2 separate regions of the Rattus norvegicus genome follow, and region 2 is linked to region 1. The links are chromatin contacts, called in public Hi-C maps. All regions are on one chromosome and are shown on one strand. The core of a region is the stretch at or near the end of the contact, and the rest is flanking DNA. Distances in the headings are between cores, read along the strand shown.

Region 1 (6,720 bases), core at 739-3,238:
GTACAATGCAGCAGGAGTACAGAAATAAGAGGGTACCCGGCAGTCCAGGCTCACACCTGAAGGCAGGTGATGATGTAAGCTGTTGCTAGGTGGCTGTTAGGCAGAGCCTAACAGAATTGTTCGTAAGCCAACAGGAGTACTAGTTGTCCTTTGACCTATAAACACACACACACACACACACACACACACACACACACACACACGCCTAATTACTTAATTAATTAAAAATATGTAATAAAACCGTAACTAGTACTAGCTGGGGCTTGTCAGTCACCTCTGTGGTCACAACCTAATTCAGTCTTCCCAACGGCTGCACGGGTTGGTGTCGTTTTCATCTCCACTTTACAGATCAGGAGAACCAAGACAAAATGAGATCAAGTCAGTGGCTACAGTAGCAGTCCTGATGAAGAGTAGTGGGAAGGCGCCAAGTCAGCTACAGGGACCCTGGGACAGGTAGTCCTGAGCCTTGCAGGTCTGAGGCACTCAGTGTTCCTAGCCACCTCTCTCCATTGTTTTAATAAAAAGGTCAAAACAATAAAGGGTTTCTGATAACTCCTTGGTTTTTATAGTTCTCTAATATTAGGTTATACTTTCCAAGAATAAGACATTACGTTCTTGTTTTTCTTCCTTCTGGGATGGCATTCTTTCCTTCCCAGTGTTGTTGGTCATTGGTCATTGCACAATTATCAGGTTGTTAAAAAAAAACAAACAAAAAACAAAACAAAACAAAAAAAAACTCCTTTGAGGGTGGGGACGCTGCTCAGTGGTAGAGCCCCTGCCTAGAATTCCCCCAGTGAGAGGCCGGGGGCGTGGCTCAGTGGTAGGGCCCCTGCCTAGAATCCCCCAATGAGAGGCTGGGGGCGTGGCTCAGTGGTAGAGCCCCTGCCTAGAATCCCCCAATGAGAGGCTGGGGGCGTGGCTCAGTGGTAGAGCCCCTGCCTAGAATCACCCAGTGAGGGGCTGAGGGCGTGGCTCAGTGGTAGAGCTCCTGCCTAGAATCCCCCAGTGAGGGGCTGAGGGTGTGGCTCAGTGGTAGAGCCCCTGCCTAGAATCCCCCAGTGAGAGGCTGGGGGCGTGGCTCAGTGGTAGAGCCCCTGCCTAGAATCCCTGCTCCATGTGGCTCAGTGGTGGAATACTGGCCTAGACTCACACTCATGGTGAGGGGCTGTGGGAGTGGTGGATCCCTTGCCAAAAATCTCCTAGTGAGAGTCTGGAATTACATACCTCCTTTTTGCTGTTCTGCAAATAGGACAACCTCTTTTTATGCACGAGAAGAGCGTGAGGCTTAGAGACTTATCAGTTGCCCAAGTCCAAACAGTACAAGGGACAGGGCATAGCTCCCGCGCAAGTCACCTAGGTCTTCTGAGGCAATGTCCACTGTATTTCAAGCTAATGTTTCTAGAGGAGATTAAGGAGCACGCGCTCACACGTGCCCGTGGGATTTGCTGAATAATCTAACGAAGTGCTTTCAGAGTCCTTGGAAGGCAACCTGCCCCCCCTTCCTGGAGAAGGGTGTATTGTACCGGGATTTTAGCTTCAATCATGGTGTTATAAGATGCTGGCTGTCTCCTCCAGCGATTCCTAGTGGCTCATGGTGGCATGCTAGTGTGCAGGGTCTATCTTCCCCAGCAGCAACCGTCTATAACTTTATGGATCGGGTGTCTGCTGTAGGCAGAGCTTCTAGCGGCCCGGTCTAGTCAGTCTTCTAAATACCCGGTTCCCTCCAGGCAGCGTCTGACTAGCTAGCCTAGCCACTAACCTCCTGTGCAACCCGCACGCAAACACAAATAATAGTGCTGGCAGACCCTGTGATCTCATTCCGATGGCCTCCAGGGGTGAATTAAGGAGCTGGGCTGGGGGTGCCTAGCTCCGGGGTGGCATCGCGTCCTGATCTGGGACCCAAAGCGGCGCACAGAGCTGGCGAGTAGCCGTCCGTCTTTACTGAGGTTTTGCAAGCCGAGGAGCTTGTCGCCTGGGGTCGCTTGAGCACTCTAGTTCCAGAAGGTTTGGCTGGGCAAGCAGGCGGCTGCAAGGAGGCAGCTGTGTGCTGGCTGCTTCTGGCTGTTTCAGGACAGAGCCCAGAGCCAGGGTCGTGTTGCTTAGCAACGGGACCTTGTCTGGGCCTCTGCCCTCATTCGTGTCCCCTTCCCCCACTGAGATTCAGCCTAATGGGAGCCCCAGAGCCGAGGGCGTGGCCCGTGGGGGAACTGGGGTGGAGTTTGGGGGTCACTCAGGTGTGGAAGAGCTGACCAGGGGTTACTTTATCTGCACGTGACTAGGGACCGGGAGAGCTCCAGGCAGAGGCTACAAGTCGGCTTCCACCCTGGTTCTGCCAGCTCTAGTTCAAACGAGTCTTTCCGGTGAGGCTGCCCTGCCAGGGCTGCCCCGCCCCAGCGTCTCTAGACGGGCTGGGAGAGTGCTGCACCCCGCCCAGGCCGAAGGCGAGCTCAGAGGTCAAGAGGTTGAGGGACTCCGGGGTGGGGTCAGTGGGGAGGGGGTGGAGTGGAATGTGCTTTTCCCCTTCCGCCCTCCTCTCCATTCCCATTCGGTAGCTCCTCGGTAGTCACCCTAACTGTGAAAGCTTCCCCAATATAAAAGCTTCCCCAAGTGATGTGAGAAGTAGGCCTCAAATCCAATTTCACGATTCCACACTGGAAGAAACTGAGTCACCATGTCCTGTCCCAAAGCCATCCCACAAGCTAGTAGACAGCAAAGCCTTCAAAGAGAGGCTTGGCAGAGGGCAAGACCAAGGGGATCAAGGACATAGAAAAGCCTGGCTATTTCTCCAGCCTCAGGAAAATTAGTAAGGAAGACAAGGTCGTATTCTTTGCCCAACTGAGCAGATTCCGCCTAAGTTCTGAGGTCTGCAGGGCAGGACCTCCCTCCTCCCAGCCTGGCTCTCACACAGCCCAGAAGGCAATGGTAAAGGAGACTGGGATCCGAGCCAAGAGTCTTTCCTATTCTCAGCAGTAAGGGCTCTGATCGCCCAAGTCTGCCTTTTCAAAATCACAGGGAGTGAAGGCCCCAAAGGAAGGGACCCTAGAGGGCCTGCCTAACCTTGACTCTAACTTGCAACGGACGTTTGATCAAGAAAGTTGGTCAGTTTCTCAAAATGCAAAATCAATGGCATTTCTTTGGGGTATTCTCTTTGCTGGGAATGAAAGATGATGAACTATTTTCTTAAATCCTGTCTTGATAGCATCCCTCCTCCATTCAAGATTTCCCTGCAGCCAAAAAGACCCCAGCAGCTTCAGTTTTATGACTTTTAGGAAATATAATTTTGATGAATTTTACCTATTCCTCAAATTAGAAGATTCCTTAATTACAGAGGAAATAGCAAACCTCAGAGCCGACTGGCCATCCTCATCACTGGGACGGCAGGGGGTGAGGGGGTGGGGGTCACATGGGTCGGGACAATCTAGAATGTCTTTTTCTAGCAGCTTCTGGCCCACCTCTGTCACCTAATGTGCGTGGTTAGAAAATAAGGAATAAAACCCATACACAGTTACACCAGTGCTTGGGAGGCTGAGGCAGGAGGGTGGAGAGCTTCAGGCTCGCCTGAACAATTTAGCAAGTTCAGGTCCAGCCTGGGTTACCTAGGGAGAGGTAGAGGGAAGGGGAGGGGGAGGGAGAGGGGAGAGGAAGAGGGAGTGTGTGTGAGAGAGAGGGGGGCAGGGAAGGCAGGCAAGGAAAAGTAAAATTTAAAAAAGAAAAGTGAGTGAGTCAGAAAAAATATAAATGAAGGTCTGTGGGAAGTGGCCCATCTTTCTAGAAGATTCTAAGTGGAAAGGAAGCAACTGTCTTGGTTAAATTGTTTTGTAACTGCGCTTCAGTGGCCACATGGTATCCACAGGGGAAGTTCTCCTGAGAGGATTGTAGCTGTTAGGTGTGGGAGGCACAATAGACAGAGTGTCACTGTTGGCCATCCCTAATGGATGAACAGATCCAAGAGTGATGAGCATCCACTAATAATGTGGAGAGAGCTAGCCCTTGTGTGTGTGTGTGTGTGTGTGTGTGTGTGTGTGTGTGTGTGTGTGTGTGCGCTCAGGCCAGAAGAGGACCTCCGGTGCTGTGTTCTCTCACTCTTTGTCTTATTCTCCAACTCTAGTGGTGGTGATTGATGGTGATTGATGGTGATTGGTGGTGATTGGTGGTGATTGATGGTGATTGGTGGTGATTGGTGGTGGTGATTGGTGATGGTGGTGGTGGTAGATTTTAATTGTTTTTAAAGATGTATTTAAAAAATTTTTAAAGATATATTTATGTTGTGTGTATCATTCTTTTGCTTGCGTGTGCTTCTGTCTACCATGTACATGCCTGATGCCTGCTGTGGTCAGAAGAGGGCACCAGAATCCCTGGAACTGTAGTTATGGACGATTGTGAGCCACCATGTGAGTGCTGGGAACTGAACCTGGGTCCTCCTCAGGAACGAGTGCTCTGAACCACTGAGCCATCTCTCCAGACTCTGTCTCTCTCTCTCTTTTTATTTCTTTTTCTTTTTTTTTTCGGAGCTGGGGACCGAACCCAGGGCCTTGTGCTTGCTAGGCAAGCGCTCTGCCACTGAGCTAAATCCCCAACCCCCAGACTCTGTCTCTTGAGACAGGGTCTCTCACAGGATTCTGGAGCCAGGCTGGCAGCCAGAAGCCTCAGAGATCTTCCTGTTTGGGTCTCTGTCACTGCTGCGGGGTTCGTGCAGACAGGTCACCTGCAGCATATTTGTTCTTTTCTTGTGCATGCCAGATCTTCACAGCAGGTGCCTTACCTGTTTGGCATCTCCCCAGCCCTGTCTTCTTTTTCCCTCCCCCCCTCCCTCCCTCGCTCCTCCCTCCCTCCCTTCCTTCCTTCCCTCTTTGTTGTTGGTAGTGGTGGTTGATTTTGTTTTGTTTTTATTTTTGTTTTCTGAGACAGGGTTTCTCTATGTAGCCCTGGCCCGGGTGTCCTGGAACTTTCCCTGTAAACTAGGCTGGCCTCAAAGTCCCTGCTCGAATGCTGGGACTGAAAGCACGTGTTATCACACCAGGCTAACATTGTGTCTTCAAATAAAACACTCGTCACCAACTATAATACATAGCCTGCCCCTCTGAACCCCAGACTATCTCAATCTCCCCTCCCGCCACTGTCTCTGAACCCAAATGCTCTACCACTAACCTACATCTTAAACCTGAATCTGAGCGAAGTTTCTCTAGACCAGCGGTTCTCAACCTTCCTGATGCTGCGACCCTTTAATACAGTTCCTCAGGCTGTGGTGACCCCAACCATAAAATCATTTCCTTACTACTTCATACCCATAAACTTGCAACTGTTATGAGTCGTAATATCAATATCTGATATGCAGGATATCTGATATGCAGCCCCCAAAGGGGTCTCGACCCACAGGTTGGGAACTGCTAATCCAGCTCAATTACCACATTTACAGGAAATTCGAAATGCAGTGGGATGTGTGTTAGTTAAATGCCATGTAGATCAAAGCAATCCAGGTCTTGTGAAATGACTCCTTCAACAACATTTTAAAAGGGAAATAATCAAGATTGAATAAGTGGTAAAAGTATAGAGTGACATCTATGGTCCGCTTGTAAATTTGAATATTGGTGACATACCTAATGTTGAGTGATCCACTGTTGGTTTTGTTTGTTTTGTTTTTATAGTGGAAGCGTTGTGGTTATATTTTCCAGTCATCATTCAGAAATGCATGCTAGAAATGCTTCTAGATGACAGGAGACAAAAAGCACAGAGAGAAACAAGACAGGCATTAGTAATCAGTACTCGGTGATCAAGACAGGCATTAGTAATCAGTACACGATGATCTGCTGTGTCAGTCTCCAGATCATTGTGGTTTTTCTATATGAGGTGCCCTTGGAAACCAGGAGGGGGCGTCGGATTCCTCTGGAGCAAGAGTTAGAGGTTGTAAACCACTTGATTGGGTGTGGGAACTGAACTTGACTCCTCTTCAGAGTATGGCCCATGCTGGTCTCAAACTCTCAATCCTTTTGTCTGCATCGCCTGCCATCAACTCAGCGATGGACTTATAGATTTGTGGTACCATACCCAGGCCTTTCAGGTTTCAACTTGTTAACCCATGTTGGAGCCTGTGGCTAAGGCCTGGGACAGCTGGGCCTCTCCACGGTCTTCACGTAGCCCCCCTCATTTGGACATTCAGCAGTTGACCTCCTGACATTATGGAGCTCACATTTAGACATCAGATTAAAACTAACAACGGAGGAAGAGACTAAATAGAAGCAGGGTCCACACAGCAGGACCGCTGTTTGCCATGAGTGCTGACTATCTTTAGTCAGGGTCTCCACTGCTCTGAAGAGACACCATGACCAAGGCAATTCTTATAAAGGATGGCATTTAATTGGGGCTGGCTTACAGGTTCAGAGGTTCAGTCCGTTATCATCAAGGTGGGAGCATCCAGGCAGGCCTGGCGCTGGAGGAGCTGAGAGTTCTACATCTTGTTCTGGAGGCAAACAGAAGACTGACAGGGAGCTAGGAGGAAGGTCTCAAAGCCTATCTCCACAGTGACACACTTCCTCCAACAAGGCCACACCCACTCCAACAAGGCTCCACCTCCTAATAGTGCCACTCCCTGGGCCAAGCATATTCAAACCATCACACTGACACATAAAAGGGTTGCCTGCATAGTGCCAGTTTGAGTTCTGTGAAACAAGACGGTTAGACCCTTCTACACGAAGGACATACCCAGTATTCTTTGATAAGAGC
Region 2 (7,661 bases), core at 4,646-7,145, 83 kb after region 1:
TGCTGAAAACCCTTGAGTTCCATAGCTCATTTGAGTCCTGGCCCAGGAAAACTTGTTAGCCATGGAGGGGTGTGTGTCGGGGGGGAGGCACCCAGAATCCCTAGACACAGGTCTGACTCAGCCAGGAGATCAATGCCAGGGCAGATAGAGCTGAGGGTCCACACCAGGCTCTAGCAAGAAAGAGGTCAGAGCCTCGTGCAAAGGTGAGTCAGCAAATTCAACACCTCAGCCTTCCTGGGAACTCTCTCCACATCCTTCCCCCGCTGAGCTCCAACGCTCTGTTCTGTGTAGCAAGCAAAATGCTGGGTCTGGCTGGGTTCCAGACTGCTCTGACGTCGGAGTTGGCTGAGTTTCCAGAGCGTCCTGTAGGTCTAGAGGATTCCCGGTCTACCAGCAGTCCAAGGCTGGCTGGGTTCTAGACTGTCTACTGAGCGGAGGTGAGCAAGTTCTAGATCCTTCCATGGTATGGTATCTGTTATGGGACCAACGGCGCCTCCCCTTAGGACAGAGGCCTGTGGTGGTCCCAGCAACCAAGTCTTACAGAGGGCCAGGCTGAAGGAGTACTTTGGACAGTCACCATGAGGAAGCCCTTAGCATCTCACAGGGTCTTGTGAGTAAGTTCCTATGTGGCCTCCTCACTTCTCTTGGTGGCTTCCTACGCCTCGGCGGGAACCGCCTCTAGGCCAGCCCTCTCGGGGAACACTCGGGGAGCACATGGGATATGACTTTGGAGGTCCTCTGTGGAATAAACTAGGGAATTCGCTTTGGTGGCTGGGACCTGCATACTGCGCCATCCGACCACTATCCCTGACATATAAAGGGTGCCATCGTATGCCTCCCTTTAAAGCACCGACTGACTTCCTGAATGGTTTGGTGCTCAGTTCTATTAGTTCCGGGGCACCCAGTGAAGAGTGACAGGGAGAGCTCAACCAAGAGTCTGCTCTCAACCTCAGGGTGAGTCAGAGGAGACACTTAGCACCAGGCCCACTGTGTCTAGGCCACCTCGATCAGCCAAGAGTTGGAGATCGGGATGTAAGGATGTGAGCTTGGAGACCCTTGGGTCTTGCAGGGCTTCCCAACGGCGTTTGGAAACGGAACGGTGTTGGCATCTAGAGCTGTCTTCATTGGGGACTCTTATGTCTCTGCCTGCCTAGCCAGGGATACAGCTTTTGCAGAATTGCAATAATTCATTTCAAAAACATGAGGGGGGGGGCGGTAAGTGGCACTTCTACAGCGGCTGTGTGACTCCCCAATGAATCCTTGTCTTTGCTGGCTCACAGGCCGCCCTAGCCCTTGCTCTGGGCCTCAGCTTCAGGCCTAGTGAACAGCTCTGCTGAGTCAGGCAGAACAGAGTCACCCTGAATCTGGCTCTGGTAAAGTCCACAGACCACTGCCCACTCTGGGTACACCTGGCCCGTTGAGGGTCCCACGTGCCACATCACGGGGCCAAGCCTTCAGCTCCCCAGAGGAAGGTGATGGCCCACTGTACAGCAAGCTGGTAAGCAAGGACAAACTACACTGTGGAACAGGGAGGGGCAAATAAATGCTCCTCAGTCCCCAGAAGCCATTAGAGAGAAACACGGGAAGGGAGCCCCTCCCTGCCCGTCAGGTAGGTCCGGGTTGTGATTGCTGCAGGAGGGCAAATGTCAGATCTCAGAAAACACTCTTCCAAGAAGGTTGTGGGCAGAGACTTTTTTTAAGGAATTTCACTCACAAACATCGTCAGCCGATTAAGGGATGATCTATCTCTCACAACTCAGGGACGCCGCAGAAGGCAAAACTGAAATTAAATGAACGGAATCCATCTCGCAGCCTAGACAGGGGCTCTGCAAGCGAGCACGTGGCCAATGCATCGTATGGCCTTCTGGCTCCTGCCCCACCAAAGCTCCGAGTTCACAAGGACCCCTGCGCCTAGTCTCTGGGCTGCCACTATCTGGACCAGACACAAAATCTCCTCCCCCTGTTCCCTTCTCCAGGGGCACTCCTGTACCGACGAAGGCTGTGCCCGGACATCTCTGCACAGCGATCCTCTAGGCTCCAAATCTACCCTGGCTGAACATTCATCCTGGTGATGAGCCCTCAGTATCTAGGGGATTAATTAATTCCTCTTCTTATTTTAAATGTATAAAAGAGAGGTGATGCCTAACAGGCCTGCCCTCCCGCTGGTCACTGCTGCTTGTTGCTGCACCATGCCAGGAGCAAGCAGCATGGGCCCAGCAAGCTGCAGTGCGGTGTCACCTGTAGGAGAGGCTCACAGAGACGCAGCCCACCCCCAAGAATCTGGCCGCCGGCTGCCGTGCCAAGGTGTGTCCTTGGGAAGTAAATCCATGAGAAGTAAGAGTCATCGAGCTGGTGGTACCCAGCACCATGTCGCTAAGGGTCCTTCCTGGGAAGAGCCTGTAAGTCCTGTCAGGGTCCCAGCCGCAGATAGTTTTGTGAACATTACAGGGTGTAGAACTCATGCTCAGTCATTGTCGCAAACATCCCTGACTATCCTGCAATTGCTAACTCATCACCACACCGTCCTCCAGCTCCAAAAGAAAGCTTGCTCCCAGCACTTAGGATCAAATGCTGCCATCACCCTACCCTCCCCACCCCCCAACAAAGGAGGGTACAACTTCGGCTGGCACTGCATGCCTTTCCCCAAGGGTAAGGACAGGAAATTGGATTGACCGTGTCCACCCGCACCTGACTCCTGGGTGTCACTCTGTGAAGATTTCCCCAGCCAGCTGCCAGCCAGGCTCATGTGAGACTGGATCCGCCATGAAGGTCAGGAACTCCATGTTATGCCACAAAGGGTAGCTATCAGTGCAGGGTCAAAAGCCACTATCAGAAGTGCCCGTCAACAAGCAAGCAGTCACCCAAACAGTCAAGAGTATCGGGGAATGACAGGCCTTGGTACCATACCCTAATGGCATCCTACGGTCGACCGGGCTTTACACAGAACGCCCCACACTAGGGGCAGAGATCTTACCTGGAGTCAGGGTACTTGGTGAGTGTGGCCAGGCTGCTGGTATACATGTGACCTCCCACGTCGATGTGCACAGGTGCGTTGGCTTTGGTGAGCTGAGCTGGCAGTGGGATCCCCTGGGCAGCCAGGGGAGACACAGGCGACCGGGTGAGTGACAGCCGGGACATATTTCCTCCCTCCTGGAGACGGAAACACATAGAGAAACAAGGCTTCCTAAGCGGCCTTTATTTCGAATGTGATCAAATATTTAATCAGATCACTTCTTCTGGTGCCTGATCACATATTCGGCTGACAAATTATGGCCACCGCTGTAATTAAGTGTGTTTGCATCATTTTCTTCAAAGTGCTGGGGGTGGGGGATGGGAGGAGGGTGCTTATTAGCAATAAGAAATCAAGAAAAAAAATTTTTTTTTCCAAGGTGTCAGCCTCCAGGGGCATAAAACAAACTGCAAAATTCTAATTAAAGGTCGCAGGCTTGTGTGTCAGATGTGAAATATCCCCTGACAAACGAATCACCAATTTGTGAATTGGGATTCAGGGGTTTTTTGCAAGTTTGTCTCAGTAACGAGACACCTCTAAATTAGTGACTTCCTCGGCACCTAAGGCGTTGAGCTTTATACATGTAGTAAATTTCACATCAAATTAAGAGCATTTTCGTTTCAAAAAAAAATACATAATCGTACAGCCAGTCAATACCCATCTCTTGCGTGGAAGACCTGCAGCTAGTGTGCAGGTACCCTAGAAAAGAGCAAAAGGGGCTGAGGGGCCAACCCAGCCCACCAGGCAAAGCTCACCGCGGTGCCGCTGCTGCCGTGTGCGTTAAGCGAGGACCCGCTCGGCCGCTCCTTGCGGTGAGGCATTTAGGCTTCCATCCCTGCCCAGAGTATCTGTGGGAAGCAGCAACTTATTTCTCAGGCTCCACCAATGATTTTTACACAGACGCTGTCTGGGGCCTCATGTATACCAGGCAGCCTTCCCAGATCCCACCAACCCTACACACTCCAAAGCAGACCTCCAGGCCACAGCATAGTGTGTGTGTATGTGTGTGTGTGTGTGTGTGTGTGTGTGACACACACACACACACACACACACACCCCAAAGCAGACTTCTAGGCCATAGCATCTCTCTCTCTCTCTCTCTCTCTCTCTCTCTCTCTCTCTCTCTCTCACACACACACACACACACACACACACCCCAAAGCAGACTTCTAGGCCATAGCATATCTCTCTCTCTCTCTCTCTCTCTCTCTCTCTCTCTCATATCTCTCTCTCTCTCTCTCTCTCTCTCTCTCACACACACACACACACCCCAAAGCAGACTTCTAGGCCATAGCATATCTCTCTCTCTCTCTCTCTCTCTCTCTCTCTCTCTCTCTCTCACACACACACACACACACACAACACACACACACGTTTTCTAGGCAGTTCCATGTCTGCTAATTTGGCTAATGACAGCCTAAAACATATGCTCGCCATTACTGCCCTTCCATGTTTCAGAACAAATCAGATTTCTTTGGTATTTTGAGTTAGAGCCGTGTTACCAAGCGTGTCTCCTCTTGCATCAGTGGAGAGAACCTGGGGGGGGGGGGTGCCAATCCCCTCAGTTGGTTGGGCAGCCTAGGATCTCTCACCACCCAGGGAAGACAGTTGGTATAGGACACCTCTTTCCACAGAAGCCAGAAGCATCACTGGGAAGCCACCAGTCACCTAGAGTTCCCACAGCAGACAGGACCTGCCTTTGTTTGCCTGCTTCTCCAATAGACCCCCAGAATGGTGCTGCCTGGGCCTAATGTATTCCAGACTCCCTCAGGATCACAGGCCCTTGGGGCACTGAGAGCTGGCCAGACAGCAATCAGCAAATGGGCTTTCTCCCCTCCTCCCCAGAGCTACTTGGGACTTTCCTATGTGCCTCAGACACCTGAAATAAAATTGTGCCTCAGTCCTCAGAAGCTACCCTGGGGGCTTTTCAGGGGGCCCATGAAGGAGGGGTGGAGAAGGACAGGTTTCTAGCACCCCCTCGACTGGCTCGGGGCTGTCTCAAAGGGAAATAGAACACACACACACACACACACACACACACACACACACACCCTGGACTTCTCTGATACAGGTTTAACCCATATGGGTCAACTACATGGTACCCTGGGTACCCACATGATGCTTTTTCCTGTTAAACTTCTAGATCTATGTCTTAACGTTCAGTATCCCAGTATAAAACATGGTCTGAGGTGCACAGACTGGAACCACTAAATGTCAGGAAAGTGCCTCCCCTCCCATGATTTGTTTGACATCCCCACTGCCCTGGGAAGTTCTTTGGTCTGAAACTGTTTGGGGGTGAGGGAGAGTGTTTTAGCCTCATGGAGGAGTTGGGTCCAGTCCCCTGTTTTGGACATTAACAAGGCCATTTATCTCAAGGAAGATTTTGGAAAACCAAAGCAGACCCAAGGGATGGGTCATCCAGCCCTGGTAGGAGATGGAGGAGAGACGGTGTCGTAGAGGAACACCCACTGAAGGTCAACAGAGATGGGAGAATTCTCACCCAAATGCTACCAAAGCACCACATATCCTCACTACCAGGACCCAACTGAGAAGTGACAAGTAGCACCAAGCACCCATCGCCCAAGCAGCCCCAGCCTGTTTCTCACAGCGCAAACCCAAGACTCACCATTGGAAGCCCCAGGCCTTAAGCCTTGACCCGAATCTCCACTGCTCCCTCTGACAAACGCATCTGTGGTGGACCACGACCCTTCTTCCCAGAACACTGCTGAGATCACAAACATAGAAAGTGCACTTGATAAGAGACACACGAGTTCACTGCACCAGACACCAGGACCCAGGCGCGGCTGAGGTTTGGCCAAGCAGCCTGTTGCAGATACCTCGGCGGGTTTGTAAACTGGCCCAGCATTGACCCGCTTCTCCAAGCTGTGGTGGGAGACCCGGGTCCCGCGCCCACCCGCAGCCGAGCCCCGCCCGCCCGAACAGAGGGAAGTGAGCAGAATGCCACGCTCATTTACACACAAAATGATTTTGTGTCCCATTGTGCTCGCAGTTGTTCAGCTCTCTGGGGGTGATTAAACTGGCTGAGCTGCGGCAGCTTGAGACGATTTCACTAAATCGCTTCTTCGTGAAGTCGCTTCTTTTGCTAAGCTGTTATTTTAACCATAAAAGGTAAACAGAAGGCGCCTCTCCAGTTCCCTTCAGCTCTACGCCCTGGGCGCTTGCCCGAGGCGGCAATGCCAGGGGCCTGCAGGACTGTCCAGGGGTGGAACGGGAGGGACGCGGCGGGCCACCTGGTGCGCGCCAGCCCGGTCGCAAAGCCAGCCGGCTGTTGTGAACTTCGGGGCTACAGGATCGGCTGGGCCGAACCTCCGGCCCCGCGGGCGGGGTGGCCAAGGCACCCGAAGGGCCCAGCAAAGAAGGGGTGGGAGTGCGGTGGGGGGCGGAGACAAAGTTAAATCAAGAGGCAGACACTTCAAGACCACAGATGGGAAGCTCGCCTAATTAAGGACGTAAAAGCGCTTTTGTTCTCAAAGTTTATTGTTGCCGGGATTTAAAAAAAATTAATTGAAACTAATGCTGTTATTCACTCGCGCAGTTAAATTCCTTCATGCACATTTGAGACGCAGAGTGAAAACTTGAAGGTTTATCTTTCTACTGTCGGGGGCTTCCCAAGGGAGGGTATAAGAGGTGCTACAGAGGCGCGGGAGTGGAAGAATGAGGGTGTTCGCATCCAGGTCAGGGGGTGCGTGTGGGCAGCGGAGATCTAGAGACCGAGGTCCGGTCTTGGGGCGGCGCGTTCCCCCGCCCCACATCCTTCCTGAGCTTGGAACCACTACCAGTGCGTCTGGCATGAGACTCAAAGGGTGGGCGTCAGAAAACGCACATCTGTCCCGTTAGAGACTTTTTCCTTTTCTATAATTTGGGCGCCAACCCGGTCCTGTGAGCCCCAAAATTCCAGCTACATGGAGCCGGTTTCAGACTCAGGAAAGTCACCAGCTCTGCAGGGCACTCGAGCCCATACTGGAACCAGAGTGCGGAGGACCTGGACGCATATACCGCGCGGCAGGATGATCGGAGCCCGGCTGAGTGGGGAGGGTCCACCCGCGGCTAGGACCAGCCCACGTGGGCACCCCCCGCCCCGTGCGCGCCAGGCCTTTGTGCTGGGCGCCCCCACGCCGCCAGCCCCTGCGCTCAGCAGAGGGACAAAGCAGCCCGTCCCCCCCACCCCCAGCCTAGGTCCCGGCCCGGGGCCGAGTGACTTTCTCGGCATTGCAGCCACTTTGGGAACCAGGGGTGTGCGGCACTGAGCGGTGGCCGCCGTGCTGGGCTTACCTCGGAGCCGGAGCGGTGGATCGGGCACCGGCGCAGCCCCCGCCCCCCGCAGCCGCCGGTGTCGGGCGCCCGGCGCAGCCCCGTCGCCTAGTGCTCGATGCGCGCGGGTCGCTCCGGTCTCGTCCTGGAGTTACTTTCTCTCTCGCCCCCAACCCTCCCCCCACCCACCCCTCCCGCCCCGGCCCCCGCTCCGCGCGGCCCCTCGCGGCGCGCCGCGCCGGGGCCTCCCCTCCCCGCCCTCCCCTCGCCTCCTCCCTCCTCGCCGCGGCCGCCGCCGCCTCCTCTTCGCGCCGCTCTCCGGCTGCCCTCCCGCCGCTCCCACCTCTTCTCCTCCCTCTCTCTCCAGCGGCCTCCCCCGA

The links. A called contact is a pair of places that touch in the nucleus more often than the background predicts.
Region 2: a Hi-C map of kidney shows a contact between it and region 1, with 1.9 times the contacts expected there. The contact joins the promoter of Kctd15 here to the enhancer-like site in region 1. A contact is called at or near these places in 2 of 12 Hi-C or Micro-C datasets (kidney and liver) and 1 of 1 datasets of contacts at active chromatin or transcription factors (oligodendrocytes).

What each region holds. Positions count from the first base shown.
Region 1 is chr1:96,324,198-96,330,917 of GRCr8, forward strand. All of the region lies in intron 2 of LOC120099792 (a long non-coding RNA gene), which reads right to left. Among named protein-coding and RNA genes, the nearest start is that of Kctd15, 82 kb to the right of the region's middle. Within about 2 kb of position 1,989, at least 19 of the 93 cell types and tissues checked have an H3K27ac peak or open chromatin away from gene starts, as enhancers often do. A contact at or near this core is called in kidney, where this site is marked.
Region 2 is chr1:96,403,222-96,410,882 of GRCr8, forward strand. Kctd15 (potassium channel tetramerization domain containing 15) reads right to left here and starts at 5,896. Exons shown (of 6, transcript NM_001109141.1): 1 at 5,636-5,896; 2 at 3,766-3,858; 3 at 2,975-3,150. The coding sequence starts at 3,831.